2 separate regions of the Rattus norvegicus genome follow, and region 1 is linked to region 2. Evidence: chromatin contacts called from public Hi-C data. All regions are on one chromosome and are shown on one strand. The core of a region is the stretch at or near the end of the contact, and the rest is flanking DNA. Distances in the headings are between cores, read along the strand shown.

What was found. A called contact is a pair of places that touch in the nucleus more often than the background predicts.
Region 1: a contact with region 2 is called in a Hi-C map of frontal cortex, with 1.7 times the contacts expected there. The contact joins the promoter of Kcnh7 here to the enhancer-like site in region 2.

The regions. Positions count from the first base shown.
Region 1 is chr3:68,229,250-68,235,310 of GRCr8, forward strand. It overlaps Kcnh7 (potassium voltage-gated channel subfamily H member 7), which reads right to left and starts at 1,422. Exons shown (of 16, transcript NM_131912.1): 1 at 1,165-1,422. The coding sequence starts at 1,240. LOC108350383 (a long non-coding RNA gene) reads left to right here and starts at 1,707. Exons shown (of 2, transcript XR_001837123.3): 1 at 1,707-2,120; 2 at 2,468-5,372.
Region 2 is chr3:68,090,978-68,097,399 of GRCr8, forward strand. All of the region lies in intron 2 of Kcnh7 (potassium voltage-gated channel subfamily H member 7), which reads right to left. Among named protein-coding and RNA genes, the nearest start is that of Kcnh7, 140 kb to the right of the region's middle. Within about 2 kb of position 2,269, at least 2 of the 93 cell types and tissues checked have an H3K27ac peak or open chromatin away from gene starts, as enhancers often do.

The DNA.
Region 1 (6,061 bases), core at 172-2,671, 140 kb after region 2:
ATGCTTTTATCTTTTTAAGACAATTATCTTTAGCAATGAAACCACTCCACATTTAGCAACAATAAATAATGTAAAATATTCACACTTTCATGACGCTCAATTTCCAAGATTAAAAAAATCCAATTACACAATATAACACAGTTTTTAAACTTTCTGTTTGGAACAAACTATAATATTGTATAATAGTAGATATTTAAATACAAATCACATTAGGTGTGATAACAAGTTATATTTGCTATTTCCAGAAAGAATGTGGAGCAGAATAGAGAAGTTCATGTTGTACACAGACAGGTACCAGATCTTCCCATCACTAAATGCAGTACTGGAAAAATGTATAAAGCAGGCAACATGAATGCATGCTGAGGTAGAGTTAGTGCAGAATATAAATAGACAACTACAGGATTTTAAATTATTATATTTATAGAAAATAATTCCCGGTGTTTTGCTTACATGAGTACATAAGATTTCTCTACATTCAGTCTCTGTGGGATTCATGGACTGCCCTTTGCTTTTTACATTTCTACACCTTATATTTAGGGGAGCGACAAAGAGACACAAATATGTTTTTTCAGTAGTGAGCTGCTTGCACTCAAACCAGTTCACTGCTCACCGAATTATTCTTTGGCGTCTATTTTCTGTTTCCGTACAAAGTTCAGTTTTAAGAGTCAACTAATGTCAAGCAAGCATCCTTGACATCCCACAGCCCAGCAGTTTACACCACGAGAAAACACGGTTTGCATAGCCATTTGCATCGATACTACCATTTACATGCTCTTGTTTGGAGCCTATAGTCGTCGGTTCTGCTCCTGACTTTAAAAAGTCTGCCACAGAAAAGGAGCCTTATAATACAAGCCCATGTTATACCAGCACGTTCCCTTTAAGGTAGTAGACTAGTAGGGCATGAAGTACCAAGGCAGATAATGGAGCAGTGGGAGAGGAGGATCAAATTGCCTTGTACAATGGAGTCCATAATATAAAATGTAAATCCAAATTAATATTAGAGAGAGAACACTCCCTCCCGCCGCCACCCGAACTGCCTGCCTGGCTTTTCCAGTCTCTAACTTGACAGCCTGGAGTTGTCCATCCCTCTAGCTTGGAAGCGACGGACGCCAAGTGGTCTACCAAAGCCGAAAGCGAGCGACAGGAGAGAACAAACGAACTTACTCTGCCCTTCAAATTTCCGTATGATGGTCCCCAGGAAGGTGTTTTGCGGTGCCACATGCCCCCTGCGAACAGGCATGTTGCCCGGGTCTTCGCCGAGCGCTCCGAGCTCGGAGTTCTCCCGGGATGTCTCCCGGGCTAGAGCCCAGGCCGGCGCGCAAGCCGCTCTTTGTGGCAGCGCATCTTCTTTGGGGAGCAGAAATCTCTTTCCATTAGCACCACTTCGAGACACCCGCGTTCCCCGCCGAAGTCCAATCCATCCCGCTCACCTTCCGGAGGGGGCCTCGCACCGGCCTGCGTCGAGTGAGAGGCTTGGGGGCGGGGAGGGGAGGAGGCGGGGTGCGGGAGGCGGCGGGGGAGGGCCGAGGAACGCGGGGGGCGGGCTGGGCCGGGGTGGCGGGGCGGGGAGTCACAAGGGCAATCGATCTGTTTCCTCTTCTCCCAAACAGCGCCAATTTCTCAGTGCAAATGGGCTTAACCTGGCTGTTGCCCAGAGCCCAAAGGATTGCTGGTGGGCGGGGGTGCGGTTGGGTGGAAGACTTGTGCGCCTTTTGCAGGAAGGGGAAAAAGAAAAGGAGGCAGGGTGGGGGGTTGACGTTTCTGTCCCCGCCCTCTCCCCCTACACACACACACACACACACACACACACACACACACACACACACACACACACACACACACAGCCTTTATCCTGGGAGCTTGGGCGCCACCACAGCTCGGGTTACTCAAGCGTGCCTTAGCGGAAGGCAGCCAAGAAATCTCCAAAACTCAGTGATAAAACAGCTACTCTGGGAAGGTGATCTCCACAGCCACTAGCCACTGGGCTCCATCGTTAAGCGCTTCACACCGTGGTAGCTAACACACCCTCAGCTGCAAAGAAAAGACAGGTGGGAAGCCAGCCTCGGCTTTGCTGGCGCTCAGGATGCTGAAGATCTAAGATGTGCCACCTAAGAGTGCAGGTACAATTTCGGGGTTCAGCTTACAGACTCTGAGCCCCTCAGGGGTGGGCCCTGAGTAAAGCTCGGGCTATCCAGAGCACCGCTGAGCATGCCGGGTTTCCCCAAGGGAGTCCCAGAGGAGTTGCAATGTTGAGGGTGTCTGGGTCTCTCTTGTGCTAGAGATTGCCAAAGATTGTGTAAGCAAATGGTACAAAACAAGCCCAGAGTTTGAAGTGGGTGAGGCTGAGCGCCAGGGAGGAGGAACAAAAGGTGGGTGGGGCTAAGAGTTCCCAGCCTTCAAGTGACCTCCCTTGTTAATAACCTTCTAAATACACTAGCCAATTTCTTGTTTTCTCACCTTTTCTAAGGAAGTGCTTGCATAAGACAAGAAGAGACCAGAAGATCAACACTGAGACCTCTTCGTTCTTGCTTCTCGGAGGCTTCCAATGTGGGAATCTCCTGATTTACATGTACTTTATTTGGTTCACATGCTCCTGGATACTTAAGGCAAGCTGTGCTAGGAAAACATCTTTTCAAAGTTGATTTTCCAGGTTTCATCTCCTCCCCTCCTGCTTCTTTCCCTTCATTTATGCGGTCATCTTTAATAGCTCTTTCTACGCGCCCGTTTGTAAGTGTTTATCATCATCGTTTCAAGCTACAAAAGAGAACATAGACAAACCGCTTGTTTCTGGCTGCCAATAAAGGACCATAGACTTCCATCAGGACGTGTAGCTGCATGGTAAAGAAGTCGCTGATAAGTCAGGTTGCAGCCCATTGTCCTACTTTATCTAGATCAGTCAGACTGATATCTCTTCACTTACACCTCAAATCTGAAGTGAAATAAATAATGAGAGTGGAGCTAAGTGACAGGAGAGGCAATGTGAGTTTAGGAGGGTGAACCACCTGTATTGTGGTAAAGAAGAGATTAACATGACACTTCTTATATTCTATAAAACGCAAGCCCCCAAAATCCAAATAAAAACAAGAATTGAAGAAATTCTAACTCATTTTATTGAAAGTATTGAAAAACAAATCAAAGGGAAGACAGTGCCTGGTAAAGTTCAATTTTCTAGTTATTAGCTTGATTTTTTTCTTGAATCTGTGCAGTTATGTTCCTTGCAATATTGAGGACACACACTTTGCAGATACCTGGTTTCTTTTCTTTTCTTTTCTTTTTTCCTTTCTTTTCTTTTCCTTTTCTTTTTCTTTGTAGGTAGATTATTTTGTGACCCTGTTCTGCATCTGCTGTTGGACTTGCAAGAATAATTCCTGTTCCAGAGGCTAAAATATGGAGCTATCCGTGGTGCTGATTTTATACTGCCTTAGTGAGTGTAGGATACCCAACAATGACAGTGGGACTGCAAACTCTGTCAATGGCTGTTAAGACATATACCCCAATCTTCGTCACCAAATGCCTAGAAAAATACAAATTGCTATTTTTGAAAGATTTCTTAAATACCTTCCATTTTTACTTAGCTTTTAAACTAAAGCTGATAAGTTTAGTTTAAACATACCCCCCAATCAAGGATTCCAGAGAATAAAGGAATACAAATGGTGTGGATTGTAAGTTTTCCATATAAAGTTTCATGGCCTATAAGGTTTCATGATGCAGTAATACAAAGCAGCATGTCTAGCTAATACATTTTAAATGACTTGCAAGCTCAGAAAATGAAAACCACTCCAAGGTAGTAACCATCCCCATTGTATTTTGAAAACAATGTCTCCCTACCACAGGATAAGAAAACTTGACATGCAGAAGTTTGCTGTGCAGTGTTTCTGTTTATGACTGTGAGACTGACTTTCACAGGCTATTCAGTTTAGAAACCCTATAACTCCACATTCTTCAAGAGGAAACATGGAATTCTATTCTCTAGAGTATTTCCTCTTTAGCTGAAACTCTCAGAACGGTCTGTTAGGATTGGTTAATGAAATACATGATAAATTTCCATATCCTGTGTAACTTATAAGTAAGATTATAGGTTTCACATTTCCCCAGCCACATTTAACTAAGACCAGTTCTATTCATGAGTCTACATAAAATCATAGAACAGTCCATAATCTATGTATTGTAATTGATTGATTCGAGCAGAAGATTAAAGGTATCCTGTTTCTAAATTACCCTAGTAATTGTGTTCATGCATTATATATTGGTATAGTGGAGACAAGTACATTAATCTATACTCACCCAATAATAGAATAAAGCCAGAGGGTGACACTCAAGGTTCTTGCTAGCTGGAAAGTCCTTTCTTCCTCACTCCCTTAAAATCTAACCAGATATTTATTTCTAAAAATCATTTTGGTTATTTTGGAGTTGTTAAGTCCAACAACTGAAAATGTATATATACTAGCTCTTAGAATCCTGTGAAATATATAGCTTGATATCCAGTCACCTAATTATGAGTAAAGATATGAAATAGACTCATAAAACTCACTTGGTTATTCACACTGCCATGAACCTAAGCTATTAAGAATTTAAATATACAGATGTTTTAACAATGCCTGGAACATAATAAAATTAATAAATACAATATAATAAAGAAGTTTTATATACACTTCACATGTGTGTGCTGGTTATATTAATCAATGATAAAGCATGCTTCCTTAGCATGCATACCAAGCTAGGTTCAATTCCCAGCACATTTTAAAAAACTTGAACTTAAGAAACCAGCTTTAAAAAGTTTGCATGTATCAAATATAGTTATTCCAGTATTCAGGGAAAGAGTAGTAGTCATCATGTAATATTTAAGTGTTATTCTTATCTGAGAAGAAAAAAATGAAAACCCTATAAGCAAATAAATGGTGTTACTTTAGCATTATATTGTTTCTAAAATGATATAGAAAGTAATTTGGTGATATTTATGTACAATTTTGTACAATTTAGCAAAATGATATTATAGATCTTATGGCCACAATGTATCATTTTAATGGCTATATCTTAACATGGTCTTCTGTGAAGATGCTGGATAGCCTCTTACTAACTGGGTCACATCTAACTTAAGAAACATCTGACTCTACAGTTATAAGTTAGACAGATTTTAGCTTGCATTAGCCTCTGTAGCTCTGGAATCTTTTAAGAGGCGAGAATGTTGAGGTCAACTATTAGCACAATAATATAGTCATGCAGTTCAGAGTAGAATATTTGATAGTGTACAAATGAAGATGGTTCACAGTACAATTTTTTATTTAAGGTATGTTAGAATTTCAACCAAAATTGTGAAAATTTTTACATGTCAATATCTTGAGGTCGGAGTAAATAAACTCTTTGAATCAGTACGTATTAAAATTGTTTTAGCTTCCCTGTTCATTCTTTTGTTTATCTAAATTGTTTGAAAGAATTCTTATGTCTAACTTAACATCAGCTATTTTGAAAAACATAACTAGGAAATGAATCTTGCTTTACAATACCTTATTTTCTGTGTTTTCCTCTATAACATAAGCATTCACTAATAAGTTCTCCATAATATATATTTTTGAAGCAGTTGAGCAGGACTTATTAAATTTGTCTTTTATTTTGAAGGAATAATTAACAATTTATGTCTAAGTGATTTTAAATCATGTTCAAGTACCTCAGTCAAAGTGACGGGGTGATTTACATCTTTTCTCTTGGGGAGGTTGAGGAGCCTTTCGGAAAAACACTGAACCAAAGAGCATGAGAACTTGATTTAGTTATGTATACCTTATCATCGAGGGAAGACCTAAAAGTTTTTGGCTGCTACTTGAAGGGTAAATAAAATAGAATAGAGATTTAGAAAGTTTTCAGCCTTAACTTTATACTGATATTTCCACATAGTTTTAGAATATTGTTCAAAATCCAAAAAATTTAAATTTGCAATAACATTGAAGAATAATTAATATGAAATATATACATTTTAAAGGTAAATAAAATGGTTCTTTAAGAATTTTTTTCTTGCACATGATTTCAGAAGATTCTAAGATTGTACATGGTCCTTAGTTATAGCTGT
Region 2 (6,422 bases), core at 1,019-3,518:
TTCTCAAACTAAATGCCCAGGCTTTGACCCTGAGCACTGGCCAACTGTCTCCACAACCTGCTGGCTTCTCTAGTGGTTGAGGGGAAAATAGCTTTGTGGCAACAGAGTATGAAAAGAGAACAGAAACATGCTGGAAATATATCTTTGTCTCTTGTATTTAACTCAAATTCTGTATTAATGTAGAGTTGGCAATGAACAGGAAAAAACTCATGGAATCTCAAAATGGGAGCCTTATATTTTACCAAAGCCTCTGCTATGACAGATGTCAGAGAGATCATATTAAATAAATATTTATCACTCTTAAAGAACTTGCAATATGAATTAGGATATGCTTTACAGAACATCATGTATTGTATAATCACTTGAACTCTGAACCTAATGCACTGAATGCATACTCTGTACCATTGAGCTATATCCCTGGGCCTTGTACCAACATTGAGTTATATTAAGTATTATGTTATGCTTACAAATTCCAAGTGTATATAATTATTTAGATCATACTAGGCTTGAGGAAAAGTGATGAAAACATTTTATAACATTTATAAAACTTATCCAAAACTAAAAACAAAATGTATGTTAAGGAATATGTGTCTGCCGATGACATTGTGCTCAAGACGTGTGTCTGCTCAGGATCCAATGACACCTCCTGCAAGCACATGTCTTACTCCAGAAAGCAGACATAATCCATTGGAGCAAGAGTAGATATAGGTTTGCATATTCAAAGGAATTTTTGAAGTACCAGTTTGTGAAACTGAAGAGTGTAATGGCAGTTATATTATTGGAGTCTTGCTCGCTACAGAATGTTTGCTTATGAGAAAACTAGAACTTTCTATAGCATTTGTTGCCTCTTCAGAGAATTGTCATAGCCTGGTGTATTCAAGACATTTGCCTGACTCCTCACTAAGAAACTGTATGGAATTTTCATCCTGGTGAGTTTGCTATATTCTAAGTCACGAAACTGTGACAAACTGGTCTATGGGTATTAGTTCAATTAATGATGCTCATTGTTCCCCATAGGCTGAAAAAAAACACACTGCTCTGTAGTGTGAATGACTGGCTAGTTTCAACTAAACAAGGATCAGGTTTTAAATTATACAAGTAAGAGCTCACTGAGAGGAGGATTCAGTAAAACGTTGATAATTAATAATGCAGTCAGCAACATTGTTTTTTTCTTATTAGTGAACCTTGAGATCCAGTTCTCTCTCTCTCTCTCTCTCTCTCTCTCTCTCTCTCTCTCCCTCTCTCTTTTTCTCTCTCTCCCTCTCTCCATTCTTCCCTCCCTCCCTCCCCCCTCACACACACACACACCAAAAAAAAATCTTAAAATGCATTAAAAATTAAGTTTAAACACTTTAAACCAACTGTTAACTAGTGCTTCCAGCTGGAGCATTCATGATGCAATAAAATTAGAAAGTTGGAAAGAAAACACTCCACAGAAATGTACTTGATTTAAAAGTCAGACTTCACATTTCAAAGTTCCTGGTATTTCGGATGAGCTTCTGCTGTGCGTGCCCACAGAGGTACACTTTCAAGTCACAGAAGAGAGCTCTGCCAAATGTAAAATCCTTTGTGCTCCATTTGCAGACAGGAGAACTTAGGGGGCTTTGCTGGGGACTGCAGGCTGCTGCAAATAGGATGGCTTAACCAACTCAGGAAACCATTTTCAGATCCCCCATTGATCCCACAGGACCCTAGAAAAGTGAAACTTTTATAAATGTGAAAAAAGTATACTTACTTTGGAAGGACTTCAGTGATTAGGTGAATGATGACTGTGGTGAAGATGAAGAGGAAGGTGACAGGGATGGTGGTGATTGTGATAGTGATGATGATAGGGATGATGGTTGTGGTGATGGTGATGATGATAGGATGACAATGATGATGAGGATGACAATGATGATGACGATGATGATGATAACTATGAAAGTGATGATGATGATGAGGATGACAATGATGATGATGACGATGATGACAATGATGTGGAGGGGGAAGCTGGTGAAATTAGAAGCAATTCTTATATACCCAATGCCTATTGTGTGCTTTGGGTGGAGGCTCTTATCCTCTAGGTAGGCCTGCTAATTATTCCCACCTTACAGATAAAAATACTGTGTTAGATGGTCTGTCAAGGTCTTCTCTAACCTAAGGCACAGTTAAGAGCTCAGATGTGCATCAGCATTTTTTTCACACTCTATCATCGTTCCATTCAGCCCAATTGAAGGTAGTCAAACTCCTCCAAAATGTATCACTGCAGCTGTCACCTATGTTACACATTTGATTTCAGAACGGAGCAGAGACCTTGATGCGCTGTTTGCCCTCGAGTATCTCCTCTCACAGGAAAGCCATGTGACCCATCTGCAGCTGCCTGTGGGAGGGAAAGGGCTTCGGAATAATGCCAGTTCACATTAACCATCTCTTGTCTTTAAAAAGGCAATAACCACAGTCAGAGGTTGGTCTGGTCATTTAAACCCACACTTTATTTTCTGCAGTGTGTGTTACTGAGACCTTTAATGAGCACAGTTGGAGCGGGGAGCTTTCTATTTCTGAAAGCCAAGAACATCTCCAGTTCTGTGGTGTTCCCTAGCAGTACATCAGAATATGCATTCATGGAAGCCCAAGGACAAAATTTAGTAGCATATCTTTCAACAGGCCACTGTTCCTTAGGAGGTTCATGTTGAAATAAAGCAATCCTTGCAATTCCCTAGAAGATCACACAAATCTGTTTGGCTATGGAACACAGGATTTCATTTTCGTTGTTGGTTTTTTTTTTTTATTATAACCTTGAGGTTATTCAAGGCTGAGGCTGATTTCCCTTTAAACTTGAAAAGTCAGAACAGAACTCATACATTTAAAAGAGGTAAAAAAACAAATGGAATTCATATTCTTTAAGAAAGAACCTAGTATCAAAATATCATTCTACATAAAGAGGAGTATATGAATAAGACTTTACTACAAAGTAACTAAATACCACTTATTTCTAGTGAATATGTAACTGAATGAAAAAATTTAAGTGTTTTAGAAGAAATCATTTATTATAGTATCATATTTAATTTTATCGAATAAGCATTGATCAAATCTTTTTTCATAACACTTACAAACAGAAGTATATCTGTGAACAATAAAGCAATGGACAGCACTAAATACCATTGTACAAGATATGTTGTGCATGTTACATAAGTAGGTAAACAACCTAGATATTATCAAATGAGTTCTCAAAGGAGGTAAGATGGGTGGACAGAGAGGAAGCAGGCATGTGACCTCACTGGGTCAGTCTTCTCTACTACAGCTCTGCACCTACTATGTCTGGACCGGTTGGTGTTCCTGTGAGTTTCTCAATAACAAGGAGCATGTTCTCCATGTTCAGAGCCTCTCTATTAGTTCTGTCCATGAAGGTATGCAGGCTGAGACTTGCCCTCTCTTTTCATCCACCAAAGTTACTTTCCAGTGACTCACTTTCCTTCTTCCCTACTAAAACTGCATTTTCCCATCCACTTCTCCATATCCTTTGTACCTCTTATATTTCTTAACTTGCAATGATATCAAATGTCCTATAGTAATTTCTGTTTATTCTATACAGTGTCATCACCTTCATTTCATTCTAGACTCATTGGGTAGAGTCTTTGCTTCTCTTTACTGCCAGTTTGGCAGCTCCAACAGCATAGAGTTAGAGGATTTCTGAAATGCTGGAAAATACTAGGACAAAGCATATACAATTTAAGATGACAGTTAAAACATTAACGGAATTCGGATAACGTTCCAAAGGAAGGCAGCTCAGATTTATTTGCCAGCCAACATTCCAAACTAGGGGAGTGTTTTTATTTGCCAGCCAGGGAATATGAGGTAGAACAGAGAGAAGAGAGCAGAAAACAAAAATAGTGTGGAGCATGAACACGCCACGGACCTCAGTGCTGAACTAACTGAAGCATGCATGTCCAGGGGCAAAGGCAAGATAATTAGATTCCCCCTTAGGAGAACATCTTGTCCTCTCCTTAAAGATACAATCAAAGGGAGGGAAATGACAGGTAAGAATAAAGACAGAAGTTTAAATGTGCAAAGAATGAAGAGCGGTAAATGAAGACCCTTTATCTCCATGGTGTCTGGGCAGAAAATAGAAAGTGTTCAACAGAATGTCAAAAATAGTTGCTAGAAAGGATCACATGGGCTTTCTGGATACTGAATATTTGTCCACAAGAGAACAAATAAGTACCCACACTAAATCATTAAATGGAAAAACATGCAGGTAGGATGTGGAAACCCAGGGAAATAGGAATGTCAGGAAGGCAGATGGGACAGGTGTGTGCAAGAAACGTGAGACCATCTTTGGAACCATAGCTGGCATGTGGTAGACACAGGGCATGTGGTTGCACTTGTCATTGCTAGAGTCTCACAATTCGAAGGATCAAGTTTATGCTTCTGCTAAATTGTGGGGCAACAGTATGCTCATCACTTAAGATGTCTTAGCAACGTGACTCGAAATGTGGCTCAGTTCTTTGTCACCTATAGAATAGCAATGTGTGTGTGAGTACCTATTCATATGCCTGTGGGTGACTCAATGTAGCTAATTTTGAATCTGGATGAAAATATGGAAGTTAAAAACTGAATAAATTTGAGACAATGTACCTAATGCATCTAAAATAGCACTTGGACCAGAAGAAATACTACCTAATAATCTGATGGGTTTTCCTGATCCGCATGCTCATTCTTGGCTGTTTTGGCAAGGTGCTGATGACCAAACTGTAGAATGGATGGACAGCAACATTTTCCCCACCCACTCACAGAACTGAGAAACAGTATAGGTGACCATCTGTAATAGCAGTCTACTCAGGCAGCGGCTTGTCTCAGTTCCTGTAGGAGCCTGGCACTCTCTGTACCTATTCCTCATAGAAACGACTTTGAAGTTTTAAGCTCAGAATTTCAGTTTTGCTACATCTTGTTCCCAACTTTTGTTCCAAAAAATCTCCAGCAGCCAGATTTGTTTGAACTTCTTACAACAGCCGAGGAAACAGGAGGCTTTTGTTTCACATGCTGTCTATACCACAATACCTTTCCCCCAGCCTACCAATCATCACTCCCTTCTGTTACTGCCCCACTCAAGCAATTCCTAAGTACTCATCTGCCTTCAAGTGCTAACAAGCATCTTGAATGCTTCTTGAAATTAAAATTTGTAACTTGCAGTCTGCTCACTATGTATCTTGAATCCCTAAACACACAGTATTAATGCAGCAAATGACACAACTAGGTTATTAGGAATGGATACCAAAAGGAGTTTGTTCTGCGCATCCATGGCCATCAACAAAAAGATAATGTGGGGAAGAGAACAAAAGAATATATATGTAACCTTCCTATGGTGACAGTGAAAGACTTGTCAATCACATGAGCAGAAAAGCTCAAAGGTTAAAACAACTTTGATCTGTACTTTTGTGAAATAAATCAAACATATGAAAATGTCCCCCAAAGAATCAAAAAGAACTTTGAGAGCCAGTTGCTCAGAATTGGGCTTTCAAACCCTTTACCTATCCTATACAAATAAGATGAATATTGGGGCAGCCATAGTAATTTAAAATAAACATCCATGTATGATAAAATTAGAATGACTTAGTTTTAAAATTTTTAAGCAACTTTCTGAATAAGTAACATGTATTGTGTAGTAGCATTGCATAATGAGTCACATTAAACCAAGGCTTAAACACTTCTCTCTCTCTCTCTCTCTCTCTCTCTCTCTCTCTCTCTCTCTCTCTCTCTCTCTCTTCTCTCTCTCTCTCTGTCTGTGTCTCTCTCTGTTCTCTGTCTGTCTGTCTGTCTCATTCTCTCACTTCTTTCAGAAAATATAACTAGCACCATTGAACATTAATTTTTGGCAGAAAACATTCTTCTACTGTAAGGTTCTGTTAGAGCAAAAATCCACTTCTCAAAAGCCTGTGTAGAAGGTAGTATCGAAGTATGCAGTGAGGGAACACTCATTCATGGCACACCCTGTAGGATGCAGGTTAGGCAACAGGGATGCTAGCTCAGTTTGAGAGATTCCCAGAGGAGCGCCTGCTACTAAGCTTCCGGTGATTTTTTTGTTACCCACGAACATGTAAAGCAAAAACATCTTGAAAGAAATCAGGAGGAGCTGCAAATTGTTGCCTTTTAATGTCAAATATAAGTTTTAAAATTTAACCAACATTCATGTAATAGCATCAGTTAAACATGCCTGAAATCTACCTCAACCACTTGGATTCATTTGAATACCCACTTCAGTGTAACTTTTATTCAATCCCCACAGAGGTGTGAAAATCAGTCACCTGTAAGGTGTGGAAAATAACCATTGCTATTTTTATAGTACATATCTGTATGGCTGAATAAATCTGTATTAAAGAAAATGAAAGAAAGCTCTAGGGTGATGTGTTGAGCCACAAGGCAAGGGGTAGATATTCTAAGGAGGA